4 separate regions of the Sus scrofa genome follow, and all the other regions are linked to region 2. Evidence: chromatin contacts called from public Hi-C and HiChIP or PLAC-seq data. All regions are on one chromosome and are shown on one strand. Each heading gives the region's core, a stretch centred on a gene start, on an enhancer-like site or on the middle of the called end of the contact. The rest is flanking DNA. Distances are from core to core; before and after follow the strand shown.

Region 1 (3,049 bases), core at 407-2,906, 390 kb before region 2:
CTGATCGATCATACTAAATAGATGTACTCAAAGCATTTTATATACTCAAAATGGATAATAGCTCCTTATTGACTTCAAGGCAAAACATAAATTAGTTTCATTTTCAAGATTTTTTCCTACTTGGGCTTAAAACTGTCTTACTACCTACTGTTTTGAGAACTCCCTCAAGCCAAGCTGATCATTCCCCCAAAGTATCATGATGATTTCCACTTCTGCTCCTTTTTACTTGTTCTCCACCCAAAACGATCTTCTTTCCAAGGCTTAACTCCATTTCCACCTTCATGAAGCCTTCTTTAACCATCTTAGCTCACAGTGATTATCCCCTCCTCTAACTTCTATCATTTGTCTATGTGTCTTACTTTAATAATTTATTAGTGCAAACTCCAATAAATTTTTCTGAACCTCTCTAAAGCACATTTACTAGACACATGTAATGGTTTACTTGGTGCTAAATTCCTTATAAAGTATTACACAATTTATTCCCTTCTTTTCACATCCATCTTCTTTATTCCCAAGTAACAGCAAATCTAAAGTCATTCTTCTGGTTAAAACCTCTGATGGCTCCAAACCCTTTCGCTTGATGAGACCCTTCACCACGTGCCTCAGTTCATTCACAGATTCATCATGTCCCCCCCCCCTTATTAGAACCATCATCTGCTATTTGCCTTGTAAGTAAACACCTCCTCTTCTTTCTAGATCCAGCTCAAAAGTCACCTCCTGTCTATTACTTTCCCTAACACTACTGAGCGGGACTGACTGAATTACCATTTATGCTTTCATGAGCCTGTAATACAGTCTTATTTTCTACCAATTACACTGTAACGTTTCTATTACTATTTCCATGACTCCTCCTGCCCCACCACTGAGTTCGTTCAGTACAGAGTTCGGTCTCATTCATCTCCATTCTGCATTCCTGCAAGCAAACCTGGGATCTAGTATAAACTATATGCTGAACAAACACCTGTTCAACAGAATTATTAGGACTTTAAAAATAAGGGAAGCCTATTTTTATGAGCCTGGAGCCTCCCTGGTGAAGCACGCACCACAGAGTAAGCCTCATATAGGGCTGGTCAGGGGTAGGGGAGGCCCTGACAGCCAAACTGACAAGAGCCTCGTCTCACACACCAGCTCAGCTACCGCCTAAGGGTGGGAGCCGAATACGACTGAATGAACATAATATCGTGCCAACTAAGAGGCAGTAGCACAGTCAGACGGCCTGACAGACTAACCAAAGGTAGTAGCACATCCCAACCAAAGGCAAGAAGAAATGCTGGCCGGCTTCGTCATCTTCGAAGAGAAGGAAAGACGCGACCCAAGGGCCATAAAAACGCCGAGCACGCGCTTCGCGCCACTCCTCTGGCGGAGGATGACGGGAAAGGGGCAGGCCAGCTGAAAGCCTCGCAGAGAGCGCGTGCGCGGCAGTCCTTCCGCCCCCTCCTCCTCCGCCCCCTCCTCCTCCCTCCCCTCCTCCTCCGCCCCCTCCCCCACACGCCCCCTCCTCCTCCGGCCCCTCCCCCACACGCCCCCTCCTCCTCCGGCCCCTCCCCCACACGCCCCACACTATCAACCCCCTCCCCGCCACTTGGCCCCGCCCAATCACCCTAGGCCCCAGCTGGCTTTCGCCGAGTACGCACGCGCAGCAGCTCCATTTCCCCCCTCTCCCCTCACGAGGCCCCACCCTCTCACCCTAGGCCGCCGAGAGCCTGCCGGCTAGTACACGTACGCGCGCCGGAGTCGGCCCTCCTAGACACGTGACTCCCGACTCCACGCTTCCTCTGCTTCAGCAGCTACTGCCAGAATAAGGCGTTATGGCTTCCGCCATTCCCCACGCTGCTTGTCTCTCTCCACTCTTTCCCCTTCTCCTGTTCCTCCTGTTTCTCTCTGCTCCGCAAGGCGGCAGCGGCCTGCACACCAAGGGCGCCCTTCCCCTGGATACAATTACTTTCTACAAGGTAACGCGGCGGGGGACATCGCGCGCAGGTGCAGCCAGAGCTCCTAGGGCAGCGCCCACCCGTGGGGGACGCTGGGTACAGCTAGCTGGCGGGAGGTGGTCTGTAGCAATGATCTCGTGGGTTCCCACCGCCTTGCAGGGCTGGTGGACTTTGGGCCGAGGCCGTATCTTGGCCTTGGAGCATGCATGATCCATGGTCACCACGCACCTTTGCCTTTGCAATATTTATACTTGCTTCCTCCTTTGCAAAAGAACTGCAGAAATGGAGCTGAGGGAGCAGGGTGCCCCTTCCCATCACCTGTGGGAAGAGGGAGGTGCCAGGTGAGCCCAATCCTCGGGTCCAAAGTAGAGAAACCTGGAGGGCAGTTCGAAGCGGACGCCACTGTGTTGGGCAGGGGTGGAAACCCTGCTTGTTAACCTGCACTTCAGCGCCCCTCTTTCCTTGGCATGGATTTCAGCCACTGTCCAGATATTCTGCCTCTCCATAAAAAGTGCAAGCTTTGAGAATAAGCTTCAGTTCAACCACTCTGTAGTGAATGTCTTGGGCCTGGTGGCAAAATCGGGTCAAGACTTGGAAGGATTAGCTACAATCCCCACCTCCGTATTCACAGAATTGGGGTCCTGGCCTCGGTACGTGGAAGGTGGAAATATGGAAAGCTGAATGCAGTCCCAGTCCCCTGATCTTTCACCTTTCTTCACCCACTGGCACCTTAACTTCACCTGTGAGACGGGCGAGCTAAGTGTTGAGAGAGAACCAGGCGTTTTATTTTAGTCCATGCTCATTGCTGGGAAGTGAAACCAAGAAGTATCTATCTATCTCAAGTGATTGAACTCTTCCCCTTTTCGAAAGGGTTCCTGTTCCTGAAGTTGGTACCTGTGACTCATTCAAGGCAAATTTTCAAGAATGTAAAAGTGTAGGTGTATGGAGTTGCCATTGTGGCTCAGCGATAATGAACCCAACTAGTGCCCAGAGGATGTGGGTTCGATCCCTGGCCTCGCTCAGTGGGGTAAGGATCCAGTGCTGCCAGTGAGCTCTGGTGTCGTGATATCTGGTGTTGTTGCGGCTGTGGCGTAGGCCGGCAGCTGCAGCTCCAGCTC
Region 2 (3,110 bases), core at 195-2,694:
GCACAAACTCAGAACTCACACTATTCTCCATTAGTAAATCTCTGGTAAACAAAAACTTCTAAAACCCCACACAAGTTTCAAACTTTGGCGGAACAGTCAACTTACAATATTCCAGAAATCTTACCATTTTTCGAAGTTTAACAACTCGGGTACCACCATTCTTGTCACCACCAACGGGTTTTGTGACAGTAGCAAGAACTCTCACCTTCTTTTTCTTTTCAACCTATCAGGGCACAAATGCATCAAAAAGTCAGAGTCGCACACTTCAAGACCAAATGGTCAGTGGTTCCCCTCATCCCTTACCTTGGATTTAGCTGCTGAATACTTCCTCTTGTACAAAGCCTTTCTGGAATACATAGCCGATCGGGAATATCTGCCAATTCCTCTGACCAGGACAGGGTTTCGGCTGCAGTGGGGCTTCCCCTTCTTAACCTTCTTAGCCTTTTTAACTTTACCACCAGCATCAGCCTTCTTGGCTTCAGGCTTTTTCTCCTTAGTTCCTGGCTTCTCAGCTTTTTCACCCGCCATCTACCAGTGGGTACATTTTAAAGAAGGTATTTCACCATTTATCTCAGAGCTGTACATGAACAGACTTCCTAGGGGACAAGTCCTCATCCTCCCTCTTCAACTAGCTGTTAACATCCTTTACATCCCTCCCACTACAAGACCATAGGCCTTCCTCCAAATTCCCACGTCTGCAACATCCATCACGGTTGTCTCCCCAATACACTGTAACTTTTTGGACGATCTGAAGACTGAAGACTATCCCACACCTGTTAGGTGCTTGCTGCATATTTAGCAGTCACAAGTCCCTATTCCATTCCTCTTTTGCGAACTAGAAGTCCAGAAACAGAGCTTTACCAATCTCCAGTTAGGATGCCGAAGATAGAACTTGAAATCATTTGCTTTCAGGGCTTTTGCTTTTATCAAACTGTCTCACTCAAGAAATTCTGTTTAGAAGGCGAAGACACACACGATTTGCCCAAACTGAAAAAAGCGCAAAGCGCAAGGAGCGACTTCCGGTCACAGACGTGGAGACGGGAAAATCAGCATTGGCCACAGACTCAAATACACAACGTGGCTGGGACAAGCTCGGCGGCGTCTTCTGGAACCCAAACTCGAGATTCCGGAACGCGCGCTGTCGCCCTGGCCCCTGAAGCCCACTAGCCCGCTACGGATCCCTGGAGGGACCTATTCCTTCAGTCCGGGAGGGTGCCGGGCTGCCAGAGCCTATTCGGCATTCCGCTTCACCCTCTACGTGCCCCATTGTAAACCCAAGCGAGATAAATAAGCGTCTAGGAGGTCTCCCAGTTGGCCCTGACGCGTCCGACACCCCGCAGATGTCGACTTGATACCCTCCGAGTTAGGATGGCGAAGGATAGGGGTCCTGAAATCGAGTCTTGCAGAGAACCCCGCCATTCTTACCTTGCAAGATGGGAAAGAGAACTAAGGCCTCAGCTTCCGGTCTATAAGCGATCACGGGAGGTGTGGAGTCTCATTTCCTTCCGGATCTGAGGCATGATGGGAAGTGTAGTTTCCCACCTTTGTCCTGTATACGGAGCTGTTTTTCTTAATAGGAGGCGAAAGCGGAGAACGTTTTGTCTGAAAAAGCCTCATTTAATAGCCCAATAAAATTCTCAGAGTAATTTTGGGAACCTGCATAAAGTTGCAACTTTTTATATTTTGCTTACCAAATATATTAGAAAACACTACCAACGAGTTCCCGCTGGCGTTGTCTCTGCAGCAGCTAGGATTTTATTCCCAGCCCGGTCGCAGTGGGTCCCGAGTAGCCACAGCTGTGGAGTAGGTAGCAGCTGTGTCTTGGATTCGATTCGAGAAACTTCTATATGCAGATCCTAGGAAGCTTCCATGGGCGGAAAAGTGGAGGGGAAGCACTACCATTTTCAATATAAGAAGGTATAGATGGTTGAAGGACCTAATCCTCAATTTAAACGAAATCCCTCCGATGAAAGGGACCTTCCACAGACATTTTCTCCACAGTTGCCTACTGCCTACACCCCCTAAAGCTTAAAAGTAGAGGGTCAAAACTAAAATTTAAAGTAAGTGAAATAGGAGTTCCTGTAGTGGCTCAGTGGTTAACGAATCCGACTAGGAACCAGGAGGTTGCGGGTTTGGTCCTGGCCTTACTCAGCGGGTTAAGGATCCGGCGTTGCCGTGAGCTGTGGTGTAAACCGAAGATGCGGCTGGGATCCCGCATTGCTGTGGCTCTGGGGTAAGCCGGTGGCTACAACTCTGATTAGACCCCCAGCTTGGGAACCTCCACATGCCGTGGGGAGTGGCCGTAGAAAAGGCAAAAAAGACCAAAAAAAAAATAGAAAAATTAATAAATCACTTCTTCTGGGAGGATTTGGAAAGTTTTGCGGGAGATGTTTTTGTGTTGGATTTGGAAAAAATAAGCACAAATCTGGCAGATGAAAGTGGCAACTGGAAGAATAAATGCAAGAGGTATGGAGACATCAAAGAGCATAGTTGTTCTGGGAGTTCCCTGTTGTGGCACAGGGAAATGAATCGATAGTTCCACGCTCAGTGGGTGGGGGATCTGGCCTTGCCCTGAGCTGTGGTGTAGGTGGCAGGCCTGCTCAGATCTTGCGTTGCTGTGGCTGTGCTTTTTTTTTTCTTCTCTTTTCAGGGCCGCATTCTCTGGCATATGGAAGTTCCCAGGCTAGGGGTCCAATCGGAGCTAAGGCTACCCCCTCTACGCCACAGCAACACTGGATCCCAGAAATGTCTGCGATCTACATCACAGCTCATCGCAACTGCCACAGATCTGACAACGCTGGATCTGGGAAGGACTGAGTGAGGCCAGCAATAGAATCCACATCCTCATGTATACTAGTTGGTTCATTTGTGCTGACCCACAACCGGGAACTCCCTTCGGCAAGGATTTCTGGTCACTTTGTACTCTATTCCTTCGTTTCTGAAATGGAGATAATAATATCTAATCTCACCATGCCCAGGGGCACGTGAAATTCCTCTAGCTAGGGTTAAATCCTGTGCCACTGTACCAAGGAGAGTTGCTACAGTGACAGCGCCAGATCCTTAATCTGCTGTACCATGAGGGAACTCCCCAAAGAGTGCATTCTTAACCA
Region 3 (2,708 bases), core at 24-2,523, 300 kb before region 2:
TTGCTAGAATCAAATGAGATGTGAGTAAAGTATCATACAAATTACAAAAAGTAGCAATTGTACCAGAAATATATAGTTACCCCCTTCCAAAAAAAAAAAGTTAAGTGATCTCAGCCCTGCGGAGAAACCTCCATTTAGTAACATCCACACTATAAACATGAGACCTAATTTTGCGAAAAACCACTGACCTTGAAGCCTTCCTTCATCAAGAAGTGACACAGACCAAGACCATACAACCATCTAACAGGAACCACTATCCAATTACAGAACACCTCGGTAATTGAAGAGATGTTTCTGTGACTCAAATATGTGATTTTTCACAATAAGTGTAGCAGAACGATATCAAGGTCTTAAAACCTGAGGATTGGGCTAAGCGTTACAAAGGGGGATCCACTCAGCACACAGAAGGCAAGCTGCAGAAAGCCAGAAAAGCTACAGAAAGGAAAGGCCCTGCACGCCCCTCCAAACTATCACAATCTTCCCATCGCTATTTTGGGCCCAAGACCACCACCCCCCCGCCCCCGCCTCCCACGTGTACCCTGAGCAGCTGTTCCTCCACCAAAGAGCTTTCGATGGGGAGCCTCAAATCTGGGCCTGTTCCTGACTCGATTCGGGTGACCTTGCGTCAGCTCCTTCCTCTCTCAGAACCTCAGTTTCTCTCTGTTCACCAAGCACTGTTGGTCAGACAACATTTTAGGCCCAGTTTCCATAAGTAAAAAGTCTTCAGTGGGGGTTTTCCCTCAAGTAGGGTGTTTCAGCCCTGTACCGGAGCTAGCTTCCACCTGCGGGCAGATCTTGGGTGTCCCTTGGCGTGGCCCCAACAACGCGACCTGCGAGCAGAGCAGATCTCTACCAGAGGAAATGTCTTACAAAGCCTGCCTGTCGGGCCAGCTCTGCCGACCTGCCGCTGCCCTAACAGCGCAGCTGCCACCTCAGGGCTCTGGAAGGCCAGGCCGGCGCTTCCGCGAGGCCCGTGACTGAGGCCTAGAGGCCCGCGCGGCCGACCCCCTGTGCTCGCCAGCCCTGCTCCTGGCCACTCAGCGACCCTCCTGGGCCTTTACCCTGGCCCCGGCGGCCCTCGGCGTATCCGGCTGGCGACTAGACTGGCCCCAGGCACTCACCGTAAATGGGCCGGAGGCGCCTGTCGTTAGGGTCCTGCACATGGCCCCGCGTCGCCATGATGACAAGCGCAGAACAGCAGTGCGCACGCGCAGGGCAGGCCCCCGGGAAGGGGCCGTTAAAGGGCCAGCGCCGATCTCGCTCGTCTATCGCGATGGTCGCGGGGTTGCGATTGAACGCGCCTGCGCGGAAAGGGACAACACTTACACCGCACCCCTCCCACAGACTATTGCCACTTTGAGGGATACGTCTCCCCTTTGCTGATGGAATCAGTCTAGCTGATAGAGGCGGCCGTTGCTATTAAAATCCCGTCCGAGTCACTTACGGGAGAGTGAAGAAAGGAGAGAAACTCTTGGTCAGAGTTAGGGCTCTGCTGCTCCAGTTTATCTTATTTCTCATCTGTGCTGAAGGACCAGTTAGACTTGTCTTTGATTAATTGTTGAGGAACTGGGACCTCCTCTGGGAGGGTGACCCAGGAGAGAGTAGGGGAAAGGGGTGCTGACCAACAGTAGAAATCTGCCAGAAATGTTCGAGATCCCTTCATCTCTCTCCTGGTGCTCAGCCAACTAAGAAGCACCCTAGATTTATAGTAATCCAGTGGATTTGTCAACTATACCGCAATAAAACTGAAGGAAAAAAGTAATTCAGTTAGTATGTGCAGTTAGTGTTGCAAGCTCTAAATGAATTATTTCATTAATACTCATAACAACCCTAGTATCTCCTTAGAAGGTAGATACTATCCTCTTTTCTACTGGTGGGTTTATTCATACCCAATATAATTATCCAGTGCCTATTATGCCGCTGTTTCTGTTTCGAATTTAGGCAGAGAAGATACATTGTAAATAAATCAGAGCTTTCCTGGGGCCTTCCTTGCTGGGAGGGAGATCATCAAATAAGTATGTCAGTATATTAGGTGATAATAAATGAAACTGAGAAAAGGAGAACAGGGACGGGGGGCAATTTTATATAGTGTGGTTAGAAAAAGCGACAATTGTCAGAAAAGTTAAATAAAGTGGGAGATGGGAGTTCTCTTGTGGCACAGCAGGTTAAAAATCCAGCATTGCCATGGCTGTGGCGTGGGTTTGATCCCTGACCTGGGAACTTCCACATGCCTGGGTCGAGGTGAAAGAAAAAAACCAAAAAACTGTCAAGGTCATGAAAAATAAGGAAACTATGAGAAACCATAATAGTCCAATGAAACACGATAACCAAAGGTAATGTGATATCCTGGTTGGGATCCTGAGACAGAAAAAAAAAGGGCATTAGTGGAGAAACAGAAGAAATGCAAATAAAATCTAGAATTTAGTTAATAGTATTATGCTAATGTTGGTTTCTCATTTTGACGAATGTAAATTACATGGTAATGTAAGATGTTAACATTAAGGTTAACTGGTTGAAGAGTAGTAAAAACTTTACCCTCTTTTCAGCCTTTCTGTTAAGTCTAAAACCATTCCAAAGTAATAGATTTTTAATACATTTTTAATAATGGGGGGTATTTTTTAACTACATGCACTAGAAACTCTCATCCCAACTCTGTCCTGGGGCAAGCTAAAGAGGAAGAAAAAAAATTCCAGAAGCAAGTGCACAGA
Region 4 (3,065 bases), core at 65-2,564, 450 kb after region 2:
TGCTGGGTGGGGTAAGTGCCCAGGGAAATCCAATAGGTATCCATGTGTGTGCTGAGGAACGAGGCACACAGAAGCGGACCTTTTTTGTTGTTGTTGTTGTTGTTGTTGTTGTTGTTGTTGCTATTTCTTGGGCCGCTCCCGAGGCATATGGAGGTTCCCAGGCTAGGGGTCGAATCAGAGCTGTAGCCACCAGCCTACGCCAGAGCCACAGCAACGCGGGATCCGAGCCACGTCTGCAACCTACACCACAGCTCACGGCAACGCCAGATCCTTAACCCACTGAGCAAGGGCAGGGACCGAACCCGCAACCTCATGGTTCCTAGTCGGATTCGTTAACCACTGCGCCACGACGGGAACTCCAGAGGCAGACCTTTTGAGACCTGTGTTTGCTCAGTGGCAGAACTGAAACCTGAGTGACTGAAGCTTTGCCTTGCTGTGTGTCCCTGAACAACAGACCCGCTTCAGGGTCTCTTTTGTCTCGCTGTGCTCATTGATTCTGAGTTCCAAGGCCACTGGGAATGGGGAGAAGGGAAAGAGCCTCAAAAGATGACCTCTGGGAAAATAATCTTTTTAAAATTATAAATAGAGATATAACTGCCTCATTTTGCTATACACCTGAAACCTAACACAATATTGTAAATTTATAAGTTATAGTTCGATGGAGAAAAAAAAAAAAGATGTCCTCTGGCCCCCTACGAAATATTGTTAAAAAGTATTTGCTTAACAAATACTTTATAGCCATCGTGTGCCCGGTTCTGTTCCAAGCAATATGCAAGTATTTAATCCTTACATTAAAGCTATGAGGAGTTCCCATCATGGCGCAGTGGTTAACGAATCCGACTAGGAACCATGAGGTTGCGGGTTCAGTCCCTGCCCTTGCTCAGTGGGTTAACGATCCGGCGTTGCCGTGAACTGTGGTGTAGGTCGCAGACGCGGCTCGGATCCCGAGTTGCTGTGGCTCTGGCGTAGGCCGGCGGCTACAGCTCCGATTGGACCCCTAGCCTGGGAACCTCCATATGCCACGGGAGCGGCCCAAGAAATAGCAAAAAGACAAAAAAAAAAAAAAAAAAAAAAAAGCTATGAGAAAGGTACTGTTGTTACCCCCATTTTACAGATAGGGAAATCAAAGCACAAAAAGGACCAACAATGTGCTCAAGGACACAGATCTAGTGTGTATCAAGCCCTCATGAGCCAGCGCCGGTGACTCCCCTTTTCACTACAGCAGCTGAGAGGCTGGCCGATAGTCATAGGGGCGGGGAAAATCCTGAGGCAGTCAGCTGGAAAGGCCCTGTGAGTTTCCTTTTCCCCTGTGATGAGTTTCGGTTTTCTGGCTCTGGGCATAAAAGTTCTCTTTCTCTTCTGCCTCCAGCTCAGCCATTAGCTGTCTTCTCAGCAGCCAGCCAGAGCAATGGGAAACTGGGGGTCCCATCTCTATGACCGGCCTCCTCAGAAACTGGGAGAGTTTGTCCAGAACAACCTGAGACCCTCTGAAGACTGTCAGAAACAGATCGACCAGACCGTGGACACCATCTGCAAAGTCCTGCAGGATGCTGAGCAGTTGCCCCTGGTGATAAGCGTGGCCAGAGTGAGTAGAGGGCTGGGGTCAGGCCTTCAGGGAGCCAGAGGGAAGAAAGACTTGGTGCTGAGCACCTACTGTGTGCCAGGCCCTGGGCACACAGACATCATCATATTCCCCATGCTGCTCAACTGAGATGGTGGGATACAGTACAGAGTTTAGGAGTACAGGTTGGGAGCTGGTTCTGCCTCTTACTACTGTGTGACCCAGAGCAGTTTGCTTAACCTCTCTGTGCCTTAGTGTCTGAGTCTATAAAATGGGAGAGCAATAATACTCATCACAAAATGTTAAGAGGCTTGAGCATATAATGTTCTTGCACAGGGCTTGGTACAAAGTTAGCACAAAAGAAGTTCCCATTTGGGGCAGCGGGTTAGGGATCCAGCATTGCCGCAGGTTGCAACTGTGGCATGGGTTCGATCTTTGGGCCGTAAACTTCCACATGCTTTGGCACAGCCAAAGAAAAAAAAAGTGAAATAAATTAGCTGTGATTACTGTTATTGCTTCTAATCTCCTTATTTTCCAGAGGGGTAAACTGAGGCTAGAAGACTTCAGTAAAGCTTCCTACCGATGCTCTGTGGTTTCAACAGCCAGGGGTGGGGCGCTCTCATCAGTTAGAAATGTTTGGTGCTACAGACACAAATCCTGGGGCTGAGACGGAAGATTCTGGACCTTTGGAGAAGAAAGGATGCTGAGAAGGTGCTAAGACCCTAGGGTAGGGAGAGGGCATTGTAGATGCCCAATCCCAGGCTCTCCAGCACTGGAATCCCGCTTCTCTGCAGTCACAGCGCTTTCTGGCTTCTGCCCTTACATGCATCCACTAGCCCCAGCAGTAAAGACATCCGAGCCTTTGGCGTCTTCTGCCTGGGCCCAGATGAGGAAACTGAGGCACGGGGAAGTTATTTAATAGTTGATATCCAATTTGGGATTGTAAGCGCTAGTGATCCGTTTGGGAGCTTGCACCCTTAACCCGAAGCCATCCTACCTCTCAACATTGTTAACTTTTTTCTAACACACGCAGCGCCGGGCGGCAGGGGAGTGGGGGCGGGGGCGGGTCGCCAAGCCGCGCGCGTGCGCGTGTGAGGCAGGGCGCTCCGCGGCCACCCCAGCGGAAGCGGAAGCGGAAGCAGGTGGAGCGCTAAGACCGCGCGGCCCCCGCTGCAGAGGCTTGAAAAATGCTCTCCTGCAGCTACCTGCTGTGTGCACAGATTTTGTCGGAGACTTGAAGGGGACGGAGCTTGACGCAGCTCTCTCCAACAAAGACCGAAATCTCCTCTCCGAGGCCTAAAAGAACGTGGTCGGTGCCCGGCGGTCTTCCTGGAGGGTCCGCAGCAGCCTTGAGCTTTAGAAAAGCAAGGCCGATGAGAACGGCGAAGGTGCAGGCTTATCGGGAGAAGATGGAGAAGGAGGGCTGGAGACGGGGTGCAAGGACGCACTGGCTCAGCTGGACGACCTCCTCATCGACAACTACACAACGGTTTCCTGTGCAAGG

What was found. A called contact is a pair of places that touch in the nucleus more often than the background predicts. HiChIP or PLAC-seq counts read pairs in DNA pulled down with a chosen protein or histone mark.
Region 1: an H3K27ac HiChIP or PLAC-seq map of alveolar macrophages shows a contact between it and region 2. The contact joins the promoter of TMEM116 here to the promoter of RPL6 in region 2. A contact is called at or near these places in 1 of 5 promoter capture datasets (fetal liver) and 1 of 2 datasets of contacts at active chromatin or transcription factors (alveolar macrophages).
Region 3: a Hi-C map of liver shows a contact between it and region 2, with 2.6 times the contacts expected there. The contact joins the promoter of NAA25 here to the promoter of RPL6 in region 2. A contact is called at or near these places in 2 of 5 promoter capture datasets (fetal liver and fetal skeletal muscle), 17 of 47 Hi-C or Micro-C datasets (embryonic fibroblasts, fetal liver, heart right ventricle and 7 more) and 2 of 2 datasets of contacts at active chromatin or transcription factors (alveolar macrophages and skeletal muscle).
Region 4: a Hi-C map of embryonic fibroblasts shows a contact between it and region 2, with 1.7 times the contacts expected there. The contact joins the promoter of OAS2 here to the promoter of RPL6 in region 2. A contact is called at or near these places in 1 of 47 Hi-C or Micro-C datasets (embryonic fibroblasts) and 1 of 2 datasets of contacts at active chromatin or transcription factors (alveolar macrophages).

Annotation. Positions count from the first base shown.
Region 1 is chr14:39,694,346-39,697,394 of Sscrofa11.1, reverse strand. TMEM116 (transmembrane protein 116) reads right to left here and starts at 1,656. Exons shown (of 12, transcript XM_021074212.1): 1 at 1,635-1,656. It overlaps ERP29 (endoplasmic reticulum resident protein 29), which reads left to right and starts at 1,647. Exons shown (of 3, transcript XM_003483432.3): 1 at 1,647-1,952. The coding sequence starts at 1,809.
Region 2 is chr14:39,300,781-39,303,890 of Sscrofa11.1, reverse strand. It overlaps RPL6 (ribosomal protein L6), which reads right to left and starts at 1,444. Exons shown (of 7, transcript NM_001044542.1): 1 at 1,426-1,444; 2 at 304-528; 3 at 125-223. The coding sequence starts at 528.
Region 3 is chr14:39,605,364-39,608,071 of Sscrofa11.1, reverse strand. It overlaps NAA25 (N-alpha-acetyltransferase 25, NatB auxiliary subunit), which reads right to left and starts at 1,273. Exons shown (of 24, transcript XM_021074209.1): 1 at 1,122-1,273. The coding sequence starts at 1,179.
Region 4 is chr14:38,845,946-38,849,010 of Sscrofa11.1, reverse strand. OAS2 (2'-5'-oligoadenylate synthetase 2, 69/71kDa) reads left to right here and starts at 1,314. Exons shown (of 11, transcript NM_001031796.1): 1 at 1,314-1,585. The coding sequence starts at 1,409.